Regions from separate parts of the Arachis hypogaea genome. Here region 2 is linked to region 1. Evidence: chromatin contacts called from public Hi-C data. All regions are on one chromosome and are shown on one strand. The core of a region is the stretch at or near the end of the contact, and the rest is flanking DNA. Distances in the headings are between cores, read along the strand shown.

The links. Hi-C and Micro-C count contacts between places; a contact is called where the count stands out from the background.
Region 2: a Hi-C map of leaf shows a contact between it and region 1, with 6 times the contacts expected there. The contact joins the promoter of LOC112720024 here to the enhancer-like site in region 1. A contact is called at or near these places in 2 of 8 Hi-C or Micro-C datasets (both in leaf).

What each region holds. Positions count from the first base shown.
Region 1 is chr11:5,474,090-5,476,829 of arahy.Tifrunner.gnm2.J5K5, forward strand. LOC112720018 (pentatricopeptide repeat-containing protein At4g20740) reads left to right here. Exons shown (of 4, transcript XM_025770811.3): 4 at 480-777. Among protein-coding and RNA genes, the nearest start is that of LOC112720018, 6.0 kb to the left of the region's middle. Within about 2 kb of position 1,367, at least 2 of the 3 cell types and tissues checked have open chromatin away from gene starts, as enhancers often do.
Region 2 is chr11:5,699,038-5,701,777 of arahy.Tifrunner.gnm2.J5K5, forward strand. LOC112720024 (cytochrome P450 86A1) reads right to left here and starts at 1,423. Exons shown (of 2, transcript XM_025770818.3): 1 at 575-1,423; 2 at 1-495. The coding sequence starts at 1,351.

The sequences.
Region 1 (2,740 bases), core at 117-2,616:
GAGATTTGTTATTCATGCTCTACTTATAATTTCTGTTTTAGTTTCCCCCTATTGAATATTTGAGTTGTTTATCATCTTCAGCCAAATATCTTTACTATGATAATAGTTGGATACCCTGCTCTTTTTTGTGCAACACTGTAACTTCGAAATAACCAATCAAGTTTTCCATTTTTCCCGGTAACAAGAAGGGTCAGCTACATTTACGCTTTGATAACACAGTGTCCATGTAAACATGATTTTAGTAATACTACCGGGAAGGTGGATCAGATGAAGGGATAAACCGGTTGCTAGGAATATGAGGAGACAAGGATAACTTTGAAGAACTTATCAAAAGAGAATGGTGTTGTTTGATCATGTAGCCTACCTCTATTGATAAGGCTTTGTTGTATCTATGTTGATACACATACATTTGAGATGCTTTTACACTACTGTAGTTTTTTACCACAAATCTAATGGCTTGTGTTCTTGTGCATATGCAGGTGGTTCATCATATATGGTGATATACCTTGATAAAGCATGTTAAAATTATTTGGGGAGAATTTTCAGTCAACTAGCTAAAGCCATGGTAAGATACTTAAGATTACTTTTTCCCTGATGTGCAAGGCACCTTGTAGGAAAAAAGCATTAATTTGTCATGGTCTCTAGTTTTATAACTAAGCTTAGGGTTTAGTTACAACTTTCAACAACCATAAAGTGATTCTTGTCTCCTCAACAATAACAGCCAGACAATATCATAATATTAATTAAGCGATTCTCTTCTCGAGGAGAAATTAGCAATTCATTAGTGTTAGAAAATTGCTTTATGACAAGACATTTGCATGTGATGTGACATGCTTGTTAGTAATTCTCATGCATGTCCATGCTATGTTTTTTTTTTTTTTTTTTTTTGGGACGGGGCATGTCCATGCTATGTTATCCAGCGATTATTTTTCCGTAGATAATTTTTTTTCTTTTTTGGGCCAGAAGTTTGAAGTTTCTTAAAATAGTTTTAATCCACAATGTGACAAACTCGTCAAGCCAACCCGTTAATCTGTTTAAATAGGTGGGTTTTTATCTCTAAAATTATATCCATTTAAATTTTGGGTTAAACGGGTCAACTTGTGGACTAAACAGCCCACTCGTTTAATTTTTTTTTGTATTTTTTACAAAAAATTAGTATTTTTAGCCAACATTCTCTCTTATCCAACCTAAAAATTTGATTCATTAACTAAAATGACTTTTTTTAATATTTTTATGTAAGTGATATTTTTTGTTAAAATATTTTTTTTAAAAAAGATAAAAGAAATGCGCAATCCCGTTTAACTATGGGCCTGGTTATAAACAGTCTATGCTAAAAAATTATGGTCCATAAATAAAATGGATTTAAATAGGTCAGCTTGTTTAACTCGCAGGTTTAGGCAAGTTGGGCTAATTCATTTGACTTTCCTAATGGAAACTTAGTCTTGGGTGCGTATGAGTGTTGTAATGTATGATATCTAAGGTTAGAACTTAGAAGCCGTCCAATCAATCCTCCTGAAAAAAAAAACCCAAAGATAATGAGATACTACCCTCGTAAAAGCAATAACTATGTGAAACATACATACATATGTATAGTTAAAAGTTGTCCTATAGAAAGTTTTGAATGTTTTTTTCACTACATTTAATTCATAGAAAATTAAAAAGTCTATATTTAACTTGTATTTTTTATGTATATTTTTTAATTATAGTATTATTAAAAAATATTAGGAGATCAATACTTTAGTGAAAAAAAATTGGAGAGTTTGAGGATACTTATTAAAGTGATCACATGAAGTAATCTCAATTAAAATCTACTAAAAAATATTTTTGTTTTCAAAATAATGAGCATGAATGTTCTGATAATATTCTCAGTCGTGACTCGTGACTAGTCTAGTATTCAGATATTATAGATAAAATTGAGTTAAAAGTCGCCATTTTCCATGTGTTTAACGACTTTTAAAGTGATAATAGTACGATAAGTTTTATTATCTTGTCTCTTATTTTATTTGTGATGAATTAATCAAGATAATATTTTTTATTTACAAAAACTGAAAAGGACAAACAATGCTATATCATGTTTTTTGGATTCTAATTTTTATTTAGCAATATCTGAAAAAAAAGGACTAAATGACAACCAAAGATAACCTAATTATTATCCTCCCCCAATTTATATTTCATAGTGAATATAAGGACTTTGTAACCTATATATTTAGGCATGAATAGGAATGGAAAATCAATTCACGAATGCTAACAATCAAAATTGGCCCCTCAAAGTCGAAGCAATCGCCGATGGAGACTATTAGGTGTGGCATCTAGATAGTGACTTGGACACTCCAACACCAAGATATTTTCTTACAATAGATTATTCTTTCATCTAAAAATTTCGCATAATTTAAATAATGTCTGAATTTTTATTATCATTAATTAAAAAAATTAATCCAAATAAAATATACATAACCGAGAGTTCTTAGTGAAAATTTATGCGTGGTACTTATATTATATGAAATTTTCACGGATATATTCGAGTGTTCTAAATTCTCTCTTCTTCATGAATAATTCATATTACAAAAATATCCTCTCATCCATGCATAACAACACTAGGATTTTTGTTCATAAGTGGCTGAGAATAAGGCCTATAACACGGAAAGTTATTTTGGTCAATATTAGGTTGATGATGTTATTGCTAGCAAAAGAAAACAAATTAAACAAAGAGCCACAATGTGCGTGTGACAAAGAGGGAGAT
Region 2 (2,740 bases), core at 173-2,672, 230 kb after region 1:
CCAAACACTCTTCATTCTCCCAACAGAGTAAATCGAATAAGTAACCGTCGAACCCTTCGGAACGAAGGTGCCATCTGGCAAAACGTCGTCGTTTAATGCGTACTTAAAATCCTCGGGAACTGATGGGTATAAACGCAGCGTTTCGGAGAGTGCGGCTTTGAGGTAAACAAGCTTCTCCGCCTCCTCGAAGTCGATAGCATTCTCCGTCCAGCGACAGCGATCCGAGCCGCGAGAGGCGGAGAGGACCGCCGTAAGCTCGCGGAGGATGCGATCTTCGACGGCGGGGTGGGAGGAGACGAGGTGGAAGAACCAGGAGAGGGCGACGGAGGAGGTGTCCCTGCCGGCGAGGACGAAGTTGAGGGCGATGCGTTGGAGTGCGGCGGCGGAGAAGGGGTTGCCATCGCCGTCACGCTTGCTGGTGAAGCGGGAGATTAGGTCGTCGGAGGATGACTTGTCACGATTGGAGACGACGACGTTCATGTAATCGTCAACGACCTATGCATGGAACAGTGAAACACATGCATATTAATTTTTCATAATAATAATAATAATAAAAAAAGTTGACTTGGCTGACCTTCAAACTGTCCATGAGCCTCTTTTCGGAACCAATGCATAGAAGCTTCTTGAACCTCCACAAGATCCCAGGGTAATACAAAAGCCTATGCAACGTAGCTTCAGTTGCAGAATCAAAGGCATTGCAGAAAGGGTTTTCAGGCAAATCCGGTGACAAAGTTTCTGGGTCCTTCCCAAACGTGAGTCCACAAATGTTATCAAAAGTCAACCTGAGAAGAAGGTCCTGAAGGTCCACCGCTACACCCTCCTTTGCTGCTTTATCCAAGATGCACCACAACCGGTTCTTGATTGTACGGTTCACCCATCGGCTCATGGCATGCTTTAGGGTTCGCGTCGTGAACTCCAAAGCCGCCGTCTTGCGCTGAATCAGCCACGTGGCACCGTCGCTGTTGAAGATCCCTTGGCCCAAGAGATCATGGAATGCTGTTTGCCAATTGGGCCCTTTCGGGTAATTATCAAATCTGACTTTGAGCACGTGCTCGATGTTCTTGGGATTGGACGTGACTGTGTAAAACCCTTGCTTACGTGCCAAGAAAGGAAAAGGGAGGATACAAGTCTGGTATGTGGCCGAACCAGAAACTTTGATTCGGCCTATTAAATTTAGGGTAATCCAATCATGAACCCGATTTCGATTCATGAAAAGGATTGGAAGGCTTCCAAGGAAAGGATACACTCTCGGACCGGTTAGGGTTCGAGAGAAAAGGTGGAACCAAAGTAAATATGCGAATAACAAAGCAATAAGAGTATAGAGTAGAGGAAGTGTCTCAATTTCAATCATGGTGATGGTAGCTAATACACCTTTCCTTAAGTAATATTGTTGATGATATATAAAGATTATGTTACTATATGGTGTTGGAAGGAAATAAAAGGGTGAGATTGTTGAATTTATAGGGGCGACATGCATGAGAGGAGTTTAGGAAGGGTTGTTAGGAATAATTAAAGGAGTACAGTGTGGTGTTACTTGTTAGGTTGTCAGAGTCACAAGAAAACTTGCAAGTGTAAGAATATATACCATCCATGCATGTACGCATTATTTTTCCTTTCATCTTTCGGTATATGCATGGGAGATTCTGATTTTAATAATTAATTTAAAATTAATTAATTTTTTAAGTTGTTTATATTGTTTAATCTTTGTGTTCTTGTCTTATATTTTCTCTTATGCTTTCTCTTTAAAAAAAATATGGTAGGCATGAAAAAATAAATCAAGTATGACGTATGTTGACAAGTATTTTCAGTGTCAACAATAGAGCTCCACCAATAATTAATTAAACTTCTTATCACTACAAAAAATACATTGAATATCGTCAGATTTAACGTCTCGAGTTACTGTCAGTTTTATCGATAGATTTATGGAGATTTTGTACTAGAATTTGTTATGTCAAATAGTTATCAACGGATTAACTTTTTCGACAATAAATTTGTGAGTAATACTTGGCGGAAAATAGAAGACAATAAGCGCGAACTTTAGCTTCAGATTTACTGTTGGTAAAATTCGATGGTAAGTCATTTTAGTTAAATGTTGCTTTTTGGTAATACGCAAGGAGTTATCGTTGGTAAATTCCACGGTAGTCATCCCTAAAATAGAGAACACGAATATCTCTTCCCCTTCATTTCGAAAAGCCTCTCTCTCTAAACTCCTCTTCTTCATTTCTCTCTCTACCCATTTCCGCCGCCGCCACTTCATCTCCCTCTGTCACCGTTAGGTTTCATGCATCTACTTCTTATATAAATTATAATTTAAATTTTATTTACATTAATTTTGGAATTTGAGATTTAATTATTATATGCTAATTTAGGATTTAGGGTTAACTTAACGTAGGATTTGCATTTTGGTTATCCTATGGTAATTTAGATTTTATTCATATTTATTATTAATTATTATAAAATAAAATTTGTGTTGATTATTCTAGTTATTAAAATTGGTTTGATGATGAAGGAATTAAAATAAATCATATGATTTAGTGTTTGTTTATTTTATAAAGTTAGATTACTTTAAATATCTATTAAATGTACTGTGAATTTGAGTTGATTAGTAAAAACGATTGAAGTCTCTTGGTGGGTGTATTAGTATTTCAATCTTTGCATGTTAGTTTAGATGAATATTTAGTTTGGATGGAACCTTGAAGGGTGAAAAAATCTGAATTTTAGCGGAGATTCTGTCAAAATT